Regions from separate parts of the Mus musculus genome. Here region 1 is linked to region 2. The links are chromatin contacts, called in public Hi-C maps. All regions are on one chromosome and are shown on one strand. Each heading gives the region's core, a stretch centred on a gene start, on an enhancer-like site or on the middle of the called end of the contact. The rest is flanking DNA. Distances are from core to core; before and after follow the strand shown.

Region 1 (5,511 bases), core at 1,699-4,198, 240 kb before region 2:
CACACACACACACTCACAGAGACAGACAGACAGACAGACATAATTTGGAAAAAGCCACATTGAAAGCAAACATTTTAAGATCCCTTGAGGCATTTGGGACGAGGGCAGAGTGGCTCTTCAGGGACCTTAAGGTCCACACCCAGAGCCCATTCTGGCATTGGACAGTTTGTTCTTTCTGTCTTCAGCTTGGTTCCAGGCAGTGGCTGTTTCTGACTTAACCCAAAAGGTAAAGGGCCTGACTAGGCCCGGCTCCTTCATGCCAATGGGAAAGATCCTGAGCCTTTGTCTTTTCTCCACCATGATGTACTATCACCTTAAAAATATTGCGGAAGAGCTGTGGGTGTGGCCTGGCCGCAGAGCACTTGGCCAGCATGCGCCTCATCCCTGGGTTCAATTCTAAATTTAGCCGTGGACTGTATGCCTGGTAGTTCCAGGAACTGGGCAAGAGGAGGTAGAAGGATCAGGAGCATAAGGTTATCTTCTGATACATAGCAAGCTCAAGCCCTGGGCTCCAGGAGAAAACAAACAAGAAGGAGGAGGAGGAGGAGGAGGAGGAGGAGGAGGAACAGCAGCAGTTCATTAATGCGGAGGTTATTTTTTATTTCCATATTTTGAATGAAGATGCTCCTTGTCTCCCTGGCACACCATACAGGAAGTATATACTTTGATTTCTTACTTGAATTTGGGTATAAACTAATTCTTCCTCTTTTTTTTTTTTTTTTTTTTGGTTTTGTTTTTCGAGACAGGGTTTCTCTGTGTAGCCCTGGCTGTCCTGGAACTCACTTTGTACACCAGGCTGGCCTCGAACTCAGAAATCCTCCTGCCTCTGCCTCCCGAGTGCTGGGATTAAAGGCGTGCGCCACCACGCCCGGCTTAATTCTTCCTCTCTTAAAAAAACCCTTTTTGTTTTATTTATCTGTGTGTCTATTATAAAATGTTCTTATTAAAAGACTGTTGGAAAGTCATACTTTGGGAAAATCTACCTCTTCTCAAGATGGGGCACTTTGCCCTTTTCCCTAATCATCTGTACCTGTCTCTTGGGGGCGAGGCCAGGAGGGAGGGCTTTGCCCACACAAGCCGCAGTCGCTGCACTTCCTGCAGTGTCCAGTTGAGGGCGCCAGTGACACCATCGGAATTTCCTACTGACTGACTGGCTGCAAACAAGCCATTCAGCACTTCTCTCAAGATGAAGCCAGGAAGGTCTTAGTCTGCTCGGCATCCCATGGACCTGCACAGTGGCCGTGAAGGGTCAGGGCTGGGTTAGATGGCGAAGTTACATTCAGTCTGCTTAGCGGGCCTCCTTTGAGGTGACTAAGCCCTGAGGTCTGGGCATGGTGTGAGCTCTTCTGCTGGTGGCAAAGACAGCCAGATGAGTGGACTCATCAGGAACCATACATGGTGTGTCTGAAAACAGAATCAAGGGCTGAGTAGGAGGACTCAGTCAAGTGCTTGCTAAGCAGGGATGAGGATGAAAGTTAGACCTCAACACTCATGTGAGAAAACAAAAACCAGGGCACAGAAGTGTGCACGCGTAATCCCAGCTCTGGGGCTGGCTAGCCTGCCAGCCTAGCTGAAACTGGTGAGCCCAGTGACTCTGTCCAAGATACAAGGTGGGTAGTATCTGAGGAATGATACTCAAAGCTGATCTCTGACGGACACACTCACACACTTACACACATATATACATACACTCATACACATACACACATATATACATTCACACACACACTCACATACTCACACTCTCACACATATACACACTCACACATACACACACATATTCACACTCATACACATACACCAATACACTCACACAATACACACATAGTACACACACTCACACACATAACTCACATATACATAGTCTCAAATACACTCACACACATACATACATAGTCACATACACATACTCTCTCACACATACATACATACAGTCACACATACACACATATTCACACACACACACACACAGAGACACAGTTTTTTAAGCAATGTAATACCATTTTGTTCAGGCTTAAGTTCAGTTCAGGGCAATCCTCCTGCCTCAGTGAGTGCTGGAATTCCGAGCTTGCCAGCCCGCCAAGTATCCCTTCCTTTTGTTTTACTGATAGCTGTTCTGTGTGGCTTTTCTGAGATTTGGGTTTTAGAAACAGCTTTCAAGTGGGATTTTGTGTGTGTGTGTGTGTGTGTGTGTGTGTGTGTGTGTGTGTGTGTGTATAAAAACATGGAAAAGTGTCCTGGCAACAAAGCTAGAAGATTCTGGGGTTTGGATAGCAAATGAGCGTGTACCTTAAGATCTGTATCTGGTGGTAATAAAGCCATCAAAGGGAATGGGGACTCTCAAGCTGGCTCCTGAGTCCATCTTTCCTTCTGGATCCCCCCCCCCCCCAGGTGGCCGTTCTCTTCCCATTTCTGTTATATCACGATGGACCCGAAAGCTCTCTTTTTTTTCTACACAATTCTATTACCTGAATCAGGAACCAAATAAATGTGCTTATCACTTAACCACCTCAAGTATTATGTTACAACAACAGAAAGCAGACCAAGACAATGCCCAGCTGTGGTGTTAACTATCAACTTGATGGAGATTTAGAGTCACCATGGGAACAAACCTCTCGGCATGTGAGAGGTGTTTTCAGACTGAGTTAATTGAGATGATACGGCCATTGTGGGCAGCATCATGCCCTGGGCTGGGATTCTGAACTGAATGAAAAGGAGAAAGTGAGCTGAGCACCAGCCTTCATCTTTGAAAGCCTCCTGGCTGTGGATGCGAGGTGACCAACTGCCACACCCTCCTCACCAAGACTTATGGATCTCTCACACCGTGAGCCAGAACAGGCTCATTCCTTAAGTTGTCCCAGTCACAGGAAGTGATGTGGCGCATCAGAGAGGAGCAGAGGTGAGTCTGCAGATCAGCTCTGTGGTTTCCTAGTTGCAGGAACGGACATCTGCTCAGAGGGAGACATGGTCTAGTGCCAGGGTGTAGGCTGTGAGGATTGGCTCTGCCACCACCCACGGGGGGGGGGGGCTTTATTTCCTCGCTCTTGACACAGAGGCAGGACCACACTAGCCAGAGAATCTTCCAGTGTGCGCAGAGACTTCTAGAGAAAAGCAGAATGAAGCAAAGTTTCCATTCACCCATTTAACAAGGAGGACCTGGCCACTGGGGGCAAGCAAGCTCCACCCTGGCCACTGAGGGGAAGGGGGCTTCACCCTGGCTGGATGACTAGCAGAGTCTCATCTCCACACTCACACACATGAGCAGATCACTTGCAGGCTGAAGGGCACAGCCCACCCCACTGCACTCCCCAGTCTTTCATTAATGAACCAAAAATAGTCCACACACAGAAAACAGATTCTGGCTTTTTTTTTTTCTTCTTCAATTTAATTGAAGTTACTTAGAAAAATAATCAGGCTTGAATGGCTTTTCCTGGAGGAACATTTCACGCATCTGTTGGCAACATAGAATTCAGCTTCTTTAACAGTATAGTAAGATACAGGGAGAGAATTCTACAACAGGCCCTCCTCGACTGCATACAAATATGTAAAAAACACACACTCCACAGAGATGTTAAATTCTATGTCCATATGCTTACTGAGCATGCTCAGAAGAGAATACGGATACCACCTTTTGTACCTGATGAGAGCAGATCAAAATCTGCCTGCTGCTGTCCAAGGGTTCAGCTGTTTCTAGAAGGTCCTGTTGTCTATTCAGAGGGGCTGTTTAGCTCTGCTGGGGGAAAGCTGGGGGGTGCTGGTGGGCAAAACCTGAGGGAGTGATGGAGTCAGTCCTGCTGACAAAGAGGTGGGCCAGGATGGGACATGGGTACCAGGAGTGCACAGGCTTGGGCAATTTGTGTATGTGTGTGTGCACATTTATGTGTGCATGTGTGTGTATGCATGTCTGTGCATGTGTGTCTATGTATACCCATGTGTGCATGTCTACTGTGCATGTGTGTATGCCTATCAATGTGTGCATGTATATGTATATATGCATGTCTATTGTGCATGTGTGTATATGTATACCCATGTGTGCATGTGTGTGTGCATGTCTATTGTGCATGTGTGTGTATACATGCCCATGTGTGTATGTATACGTATGGAGGAGGCCTGGGCAGAGGAAGAGAGTAGGAAAGCAAGCAAAATTCTCTGTGGTTTTGTCAGTTAAAGCAGGATAGTAATGCAATCATTATCACATGAGCTAAGAGTCCTAGGGGCTTATACAATGCTCAGGAGCATTCTTGGAGCATGGGCTAAACCTGTGTGCTCAGAAGGGCTGACCAAAGAGAAGTTTCTGGTTCCCATGTTCTCCTTGTGGCTGCAGAGAAAGCCTTACTCCCAGAACCAGGAAGAAAGGGTTGTCTGAGCCCCCCTCAATGGGCTGCCCTGATTCCCAGACCAGCTGAGAAAGGCACTGGGGCAGGGGGAGGCTATAGGGACTGCAGGCAGGGACCCCTGTGGCTCATAGTCTAAACTTTCTCGATAAATGAGTACACTAAGCAGGCATGTCCTTATCACTCTGCCTGTACCTAGTCCTAAAACACAGCTGCACCTTTGAACAGTGGCTCAGAGCTGGGACGCTGGCAGCTCCCCTTTCTAGCTAAGCACAAGAGGCATGCAGGAGAAAGCTTTTCCAACATTTTTTTTTCCTCAGTAGAAAACACTTGGATTTCCAAGCACATTTCACCAATGGATGTCTTTAGCCAGGAACACAGAAACCTTTCTACACTCTACAATAAACAGTCAAGCCGATACATATTTTGAAAATTGTCACTAGGAAGTGTGAACACAAGACAGGAGAAAGACTCCCTCATTCTGGAAGCGTATTGATACACTCTCCCCAGAAGGACAGTCTTTCTCCCTGTAAGAGAGAGAAAGGGAGTAAGTACCATCTGCACACAGCACTGGACCACAGACGGAAGACAAACAGATGCGGACCATGGAAATCAACACGAATCTCCATTTAAAACTCCTGAAGCACACAGTGAACAGTTCCAAACTGTGGGTGGAAGTGAGGAGTATCCCCACGAGGCCATTATCCCCACCAAGTGGCCTTTAAGGTGTCCTTAAGCCACCTGCCCCACTCCATAACACCCTAGGCTTCCCTCCGCTGTGCTTGGAGGGACGGGATCACTCTCTGGGGCAGTATCCAGATGAAGACACCCCAACTAGGTAAAGCAACACTCTCATAAAGTTCCCAGATGGACACTGTTTCTGCTGATTTGTGGAAGGATCTAGGAAGCAGCTGTCAATCTTTGCAGACCTCAGACAGGCTAGATCACCCTCACTGAAGGCTACTGTGTGAAAAACCAGCTAAGACATGGTCTGCCATACAGGATACCTAGGTCATGCAGCCCAGAAATGCTACATTCTCCCAGTTTCACAAGGCAGACTATGTATTCAAGGCTCTGAAAACTCCTGCAGACAGGAACCTGACTTAATTTTGTTTTCTAAGGATATGTGACCACAAACTGATGCCTTGGAGAGCCTGGGCTCGGTGGGACATGCATC
Region 2 (5,206 bases), core at 727-3,226:
GAACAACACCGTTTGTGCCAAACGATGCAGGGGTAACAGGGAATTCTGGATTCTTCAAGACCTGGTTGTAATCCCACAACAGAATCTTTGAAGAGTTACTTTATTTACATTGCTTTATTTTATTTTATTTTGGCTCCCTGGGTTGTCAGCTTTAGAAACTTCAGCCACAGTGAATTAAGAAACAGAAACAGTTCCGTCAGTGAAGCATGGGGACTAGAGTATTGAGTCTCAGTACCCACACATGAAATGAGGACTAGAGTATTGAGTCTCAGTACCCACACATGAAATGAGGACTAGAGTATTGAGTCTCAGTACCCACACATGAAATGGGGACTAGAGTATTGAGTCTCAGTACCCACACATGAAATGGGGACTAGAGTATTGAGTCTCAGTACCCACACATGAAATGGGGACTAGAGTATTGAGTCTCAGTACCCACACATGAAATGAGGACTAGAGTATTGAGTCTCAGTACCCACACATGAAATGGGGACTAGAGTATTGAGTCTCAGTACCCACACATGAAATGAGGACTAGAGTATTGAGTCTCAGTACCCACACATGAAATGGGGACTAGAGTATTGAGTCTCAGTACCCACACATGAAACATGCAGATGAAAATACCAGGGGCAGGGGGAGATGCAAAACAACTGGGACAGGTGTAGTCTTTTCTTAGGTTAAGTTTGAGACAGAGGCTTCATATGCAGTCAGTCTGCCCTCAAAACTCTCAGTTCTCCTGCACCGGCCTCTGAGAGCTGGGATTACAGATGTTACCACTCTGCCTGAATGTATGACCATGTCTTGTTTAAGGTTTTGAGATCAAGGAGTCTGGAGGGCAGGATGGAAGCTCGTCACACCAGGCTTCCACCTTAGAACGGAAGCTTCCACTGTAGCTGCATTGTGCAGATATGGTGTTATGGGGGGTTTTACAGAAGGAGACCCTTCTTGTGCAGCTGGGCTCCCAGCTCTCTTCTCCAGTGTCCTCCATATTTGTCTCTTTCCAGAGCTTCCCTGACCTTATCTTTCCTAGTCAGCCAGTGGTCTGCTTACAGCATCCTTGACCTTGGGAGTTCTATTGCTGTCAGAGGGCCATTGAAACAGTGCCACAAGCCACATGACTTAAAGCAACAGAGATTCCAAGGCTGGATCCCAAAACCAAGGCTGTTGGCAGGACTGGTTCCTTCTGGAGGATCCAAGTGGGGCAAGGACTGATGCATGCTCTTCTCCCAGATTTTGAGCTCCTGGCCATGCTGGACTTTGCTTGGTTGCATCCCTCCATCTGCTTCCATGGTCATGTGACCTTCTTCATGTCTGCTGCTGTGTCCTCAGCCATACTGTCAAATACATGGTGCTCAGTGGACCCACCCCAACCCCAACTGACATCGCTGTAATTAATATGAGCAAAGACTTTATTCTCTCTCTGTGTGTCTGTCTGTCTCTGTCTCTGTGTCTGTGTGTGTCTGTCTGTCTGTCTCTCTCTCTCCCTCCCTCTCTTTAGTTTTTTAAGACAGGGTTTCTCTATGTAGCCTCTCCTGGAACTCAGAGAGATCCACCTGCCTCTGCCTCCCAAGTGCTGGGATTAAAGGTATGCTCCACCACTGATCTCATTTTCAATTAAAATTAGACTCTGTGGTCCCAGGTGGGCATGAATTTGAAGGGACATGATAATCTATGATGTTACCAGAGTTGTTAGGGTCAGAGCCTGGCCCTGGTAACCCTGCCAAGTCTGGTTCGGACAATAGCCAATTCAACAAACACGAAAATAGCAAGATGTCAAAGAAAAGAGATTTACTCAATGTGGCCTCACTGGGAAAAGGTCTCCAGTCCTAGCTCTATCTTCTGGGTCCTAACATAAGGTCAGGGTTTAAATAGAGGGCAAAAGACAGGAATAACTAAGTAGTCAAATTGCCACACACCCTAGTACATTCACAGTCTGGGCTCTAATCTCTCCTGCAAGGCAGCCTAATGAGTCAGAACTGTGTGGTCCCTTTTGAGAGAAAAGTTCTCCCTCTGCCTGGCAAAGGACCCAGCCTATTCCTTTTCCCAGAAAGAGTTTCTGGGGGAAAATTCTACTTCCTGTTTCAATACTCTGATCGCAAAGGGAGGGGTATGGTGCCTCTTTCAAACAGCTTCATTTCTGTCTCCGTGGTTGCCAAGACAGTGAGAAGTCTGACGTCACAGGCCTGAGAGGATGACCAGCAGGGTCAGGCAAGAGTGTAGCAAGTGACCTAGGTCATTCAGGCAGCTTGGCTTCAACAACAAGCAGTGCCAGAGAAGACACTGACCAATGCTGTGTGCAGCAGGCAGCAAACCCGTGTGCTACGTAAGAAGAAATGGGGAAGAAGGACTCTTTGAGGTTCCTTCCAAGCCCACAGCTCTCAGGTGGCCCCTAGGTCCTAGGAGGAGCTGAGAGTTCTACATCTTGATACACAGGCAGCAAAGCAAGATTGAAAACCAGCTGGGCAAGCCTCAAGCTTTGAATCTCCACGTCTGACGTCAAAACTCTTCAGATCACCAACTGTTTTCTGCTTTGTTGATGACAACAGGCTTCTTCCTCATGGGCTGGCTCTACTCCCTGTTAGCAGCTCTCTTTGGCAGACATCCCACAGATCTGACATCTCCAGCATCTTAGGGTCTCCAAGGAAACCCAGGCTTCACCTTCACAGCTTCACAAAGTGACCTTTCCGGGCCTCCATTGCAGAGCCACCCCTGCTACATGCCTGGCCTCTGACTTTCCTTAGTTATGGAGGGAGGACTTCATAGCCCTTTTCTTCTATCCTTGACTCGAAAGCTAGAACCACATGGCCGAAGCTGCCAGGTTCTGTTGCTTGTTGGGGCTGGAACATGGCCCTCTGTATTAGTCAGGGTTCTCTAGAGTCACAGAACTTACGGATAGTCTCTATATAGTAAAAGAATTTATTGATGACTTACAGTCGGCAGCCCAATTGAACCATTGTTGGGTTGGTTCAATCGCAGCTGTGAATGGAAGTCCAAGGATCTAGCAGTTACTCAGTCTCACACAGCAAGCAGGCGAAGGAGCAAGAGCTAGAGCTAGACTCCCTTCTTCCAATGTCCTTATTTTGTCTCCAGCAGAAGGTGTAGCCCAGATTAAAGGTGTGTTCCTTGAACTCGGAGATTTAATCTTCTGGAATCCATAGACACTAAGGCTCAAGATCTCCATACCAAGATCCAGATCAGAAACTTCTATCTCCAAGCCTCCAGATAAGGGTCACTGGTGAGCCTTCCAATTCTGGATTGTATTTCATTCCAGATATGGTCAAGTTGACAACCAGGAATAGCCACTACACCCTCCTATTTAATTATATTTTCAATAGCTTTAGACCAGACTGGGCTTGAACTCAGAGCTCTGCAGGCCTGTTTCCTGAGTACTGGGATTAAAGGCATGTATGTACCTTCAAGCCTGGACCTGAGCTTTTCTTAAAATTCCCTTTCATAAGATGGAAACTTAGCTGGATGGGTACTTTTCTGAGGTCACCACTTCCTTAATTCCATTTAATATCTTTAATCTGTTTATCTCCTTGAACAATGGATTTAGATTTATTGTACTTCCTGGTACTCTTTAACTCTTGAATAAAGTGGAAATTTCTGTTTGTGTCATGTGATGCAGACTCCTGTGATGTTTTACTGAGGCTAGACCCAAGAGAGAATGCTTGATGTTTGGAGAGGGTATCAGTAGGACACCAACTCTTCCTTGGTTTCTTGTCTTTCCTGATCTTCACTGAGAGAGGCACAGCAGAAAACTCCAGGCATAAATCCAGTTTCTGCTGGATCATGCCACCATTGCTAATTTGTGTTCAGTGACACTTTTAAACTGGACTGTTGTCATCCTGACAAACAGAGATTGGAATTGCCCCCAAAGAACTGCTTCTGAACAGGTCCACATCTCCTTGCCCTATTTACCATCTTTTCCCCCTACCTTTGGACAGTGGGCTAGAAGGGGGGTTGGAGCACTTGAGAATCCTTACTAAAGTAGGTTTTAAAAGAGTCAGCCTACACTAGACCCATACGTTTTGTATTTTTTCCTTGCTCCGCTTTCTTTATCTCATCAAAATGCTCTTCATAAGAGTGAACCACGGGTCAAGCCTATACTAGACTGTTTTGAGAATTCCTTTTCCAATGCAATTAATCCAAATCTCTTCACCTTAGCCTCAGCAGACTCTTTGGACAAGGGCAAAAAGCAGTCACATTCTTCACGGAAATATCACAAGAACTATTTCTAGGCAACAAACTAAAATTCTTCTCCTCTGAAACCTCTTGAGCCAGGCCTCCACAGTTCAAATCTCCCTCAGCACCACTGTCTTCCATGTTTCTACTAGGATGGCCCATTAAGTAGCACTTAAAACATTCCACTGTTTTCCTAATCCAGAGTCCCAAAGTCAGAATTCCTCCAAATAAAAACATGGTCAGACCTATCACAGCAATATCCCAGTCTTTGGTACCAACTTCTGCCTTAGTTAGGGTTCTATTGCTGTGAAGAGACACCATAACCAAGGCAACTCTTATAAAGGAAAACATCTCACTGGGACTGTAAGCCATTACAGCTTCAGAAGTTGAGTTCATTATGGTGGACCTTATGGCAGCATCAAGGCAGGCATGGTGCTGGAGACAGAGCTGAAATTCTACATTTTGATCCTCAGGCAACAGAAAGGGACTGTCCCTAGATGTAGCTTGAGCATAGAAGCCCTCAAAGCCCACCCACAGTGACACACTTCCTCCAACAAGGCCACATCTCCTTATAGTGCCATTCCCTATGGGGCCAAAGATTCAAACACATGAGTCTATGGGGGTCAAACCTATTCAAACCTCCATACCCTCATTCCTAGTACCTGTCTCAGGGGGCGTCTGTGTACTCTTCTCTGTAGACCTATTAAAGTGTCCTCAGGGTGGCAGCTGAATGACATTTCACCTCACGAGAACTCAGGATTGGCCTAGAAATCCCTATCCAGCTCCCTGCTTGGTGGAAGTTAGCCTAGTGTGTCTGTGTATCTGTGTGTCTGTGTGTCTGTCTGCACTGCAAAAGAATAGTCTCTGGAACCTCCTCCCTTCCACTTCACAAAGCCAGTCAATGCCTACAGCCAACTCAGACATCCCTATAAAGTGGCCATTTGGACCATGTATTTATTAGTCAGGGTTCTCTAGAGTCACAGAACTTATGCAATGTCTCTCTATATTGAGGGAATTTATT

What was found. A called contact is a pair of places that touch in the nucleus more often than the background predicts.
Region 1: a contact with region 2 is called in a Hi-C map of the G1E-ER4 cell line, with 1.9 times the contacts expected there. The contact joins two enhancer-like sites. A contact is called at or near these places in 14 of 39 promoter capture datasets (the HPC-7 cell line, cranial neural crest, embryonic stem cells and 8 more), 2 of 15 datasets of contacts at CTCF or cohesin (the G1E-ER4 cell line and embryonic stem cells), 22 of 484 Hi-C or Micro-C datasets (CD8 T cells, the G1E-ER4 cell line, the HL-1 cell line and 7 more) and 5 of 115 datasets of contacts at active chromatin or transcription factors (embryonic basal ganglia, embryonic stem cells, fetal liver and 1 more).

What each region holds. Positions count from the first base shown.
Region 1 is chr10:83,193,753-83,199,263 of GRCm38.p6, reverse strand. It overlaps Chst11 (carbohydrate sulfotransferase 11), which reads right to left. Exons shown (of 3, transcript NM_021439.2): 3 at 3,364-5,511. Among named protein-coding and RNA genes, the nearest start is that of Slc41a2, 140 kb to the left of the region's middle. Within about 2 kb of position 2,948, at least 20 of the 459 cell types and tissues checked have an H3K27ac peak or open chromatin away from gene starts, as enhancers often do. A contact at or near this core is called in the G1E-ER4 cell line and the HL-1 cell line, where this site is marked.
Region 2 is chr10:82,955,456-82,960,661 of GRCm38.p6, reverse strand. No RefSeq gene overlaps it. Among named protein-coding and RNA genes, the nearest start is that of Gm33781, 23 kb to the right of the region's middle. Within about 2 kb of position 1,976, at least 78 of the 459 cell types and tissues checked have an H3K27ac peak or open chromatin away from gene starts, as enhancers often do. A contact at or near this core is called in the G1E-ER4 cell line and the HL-1 cell line, where this site is marked.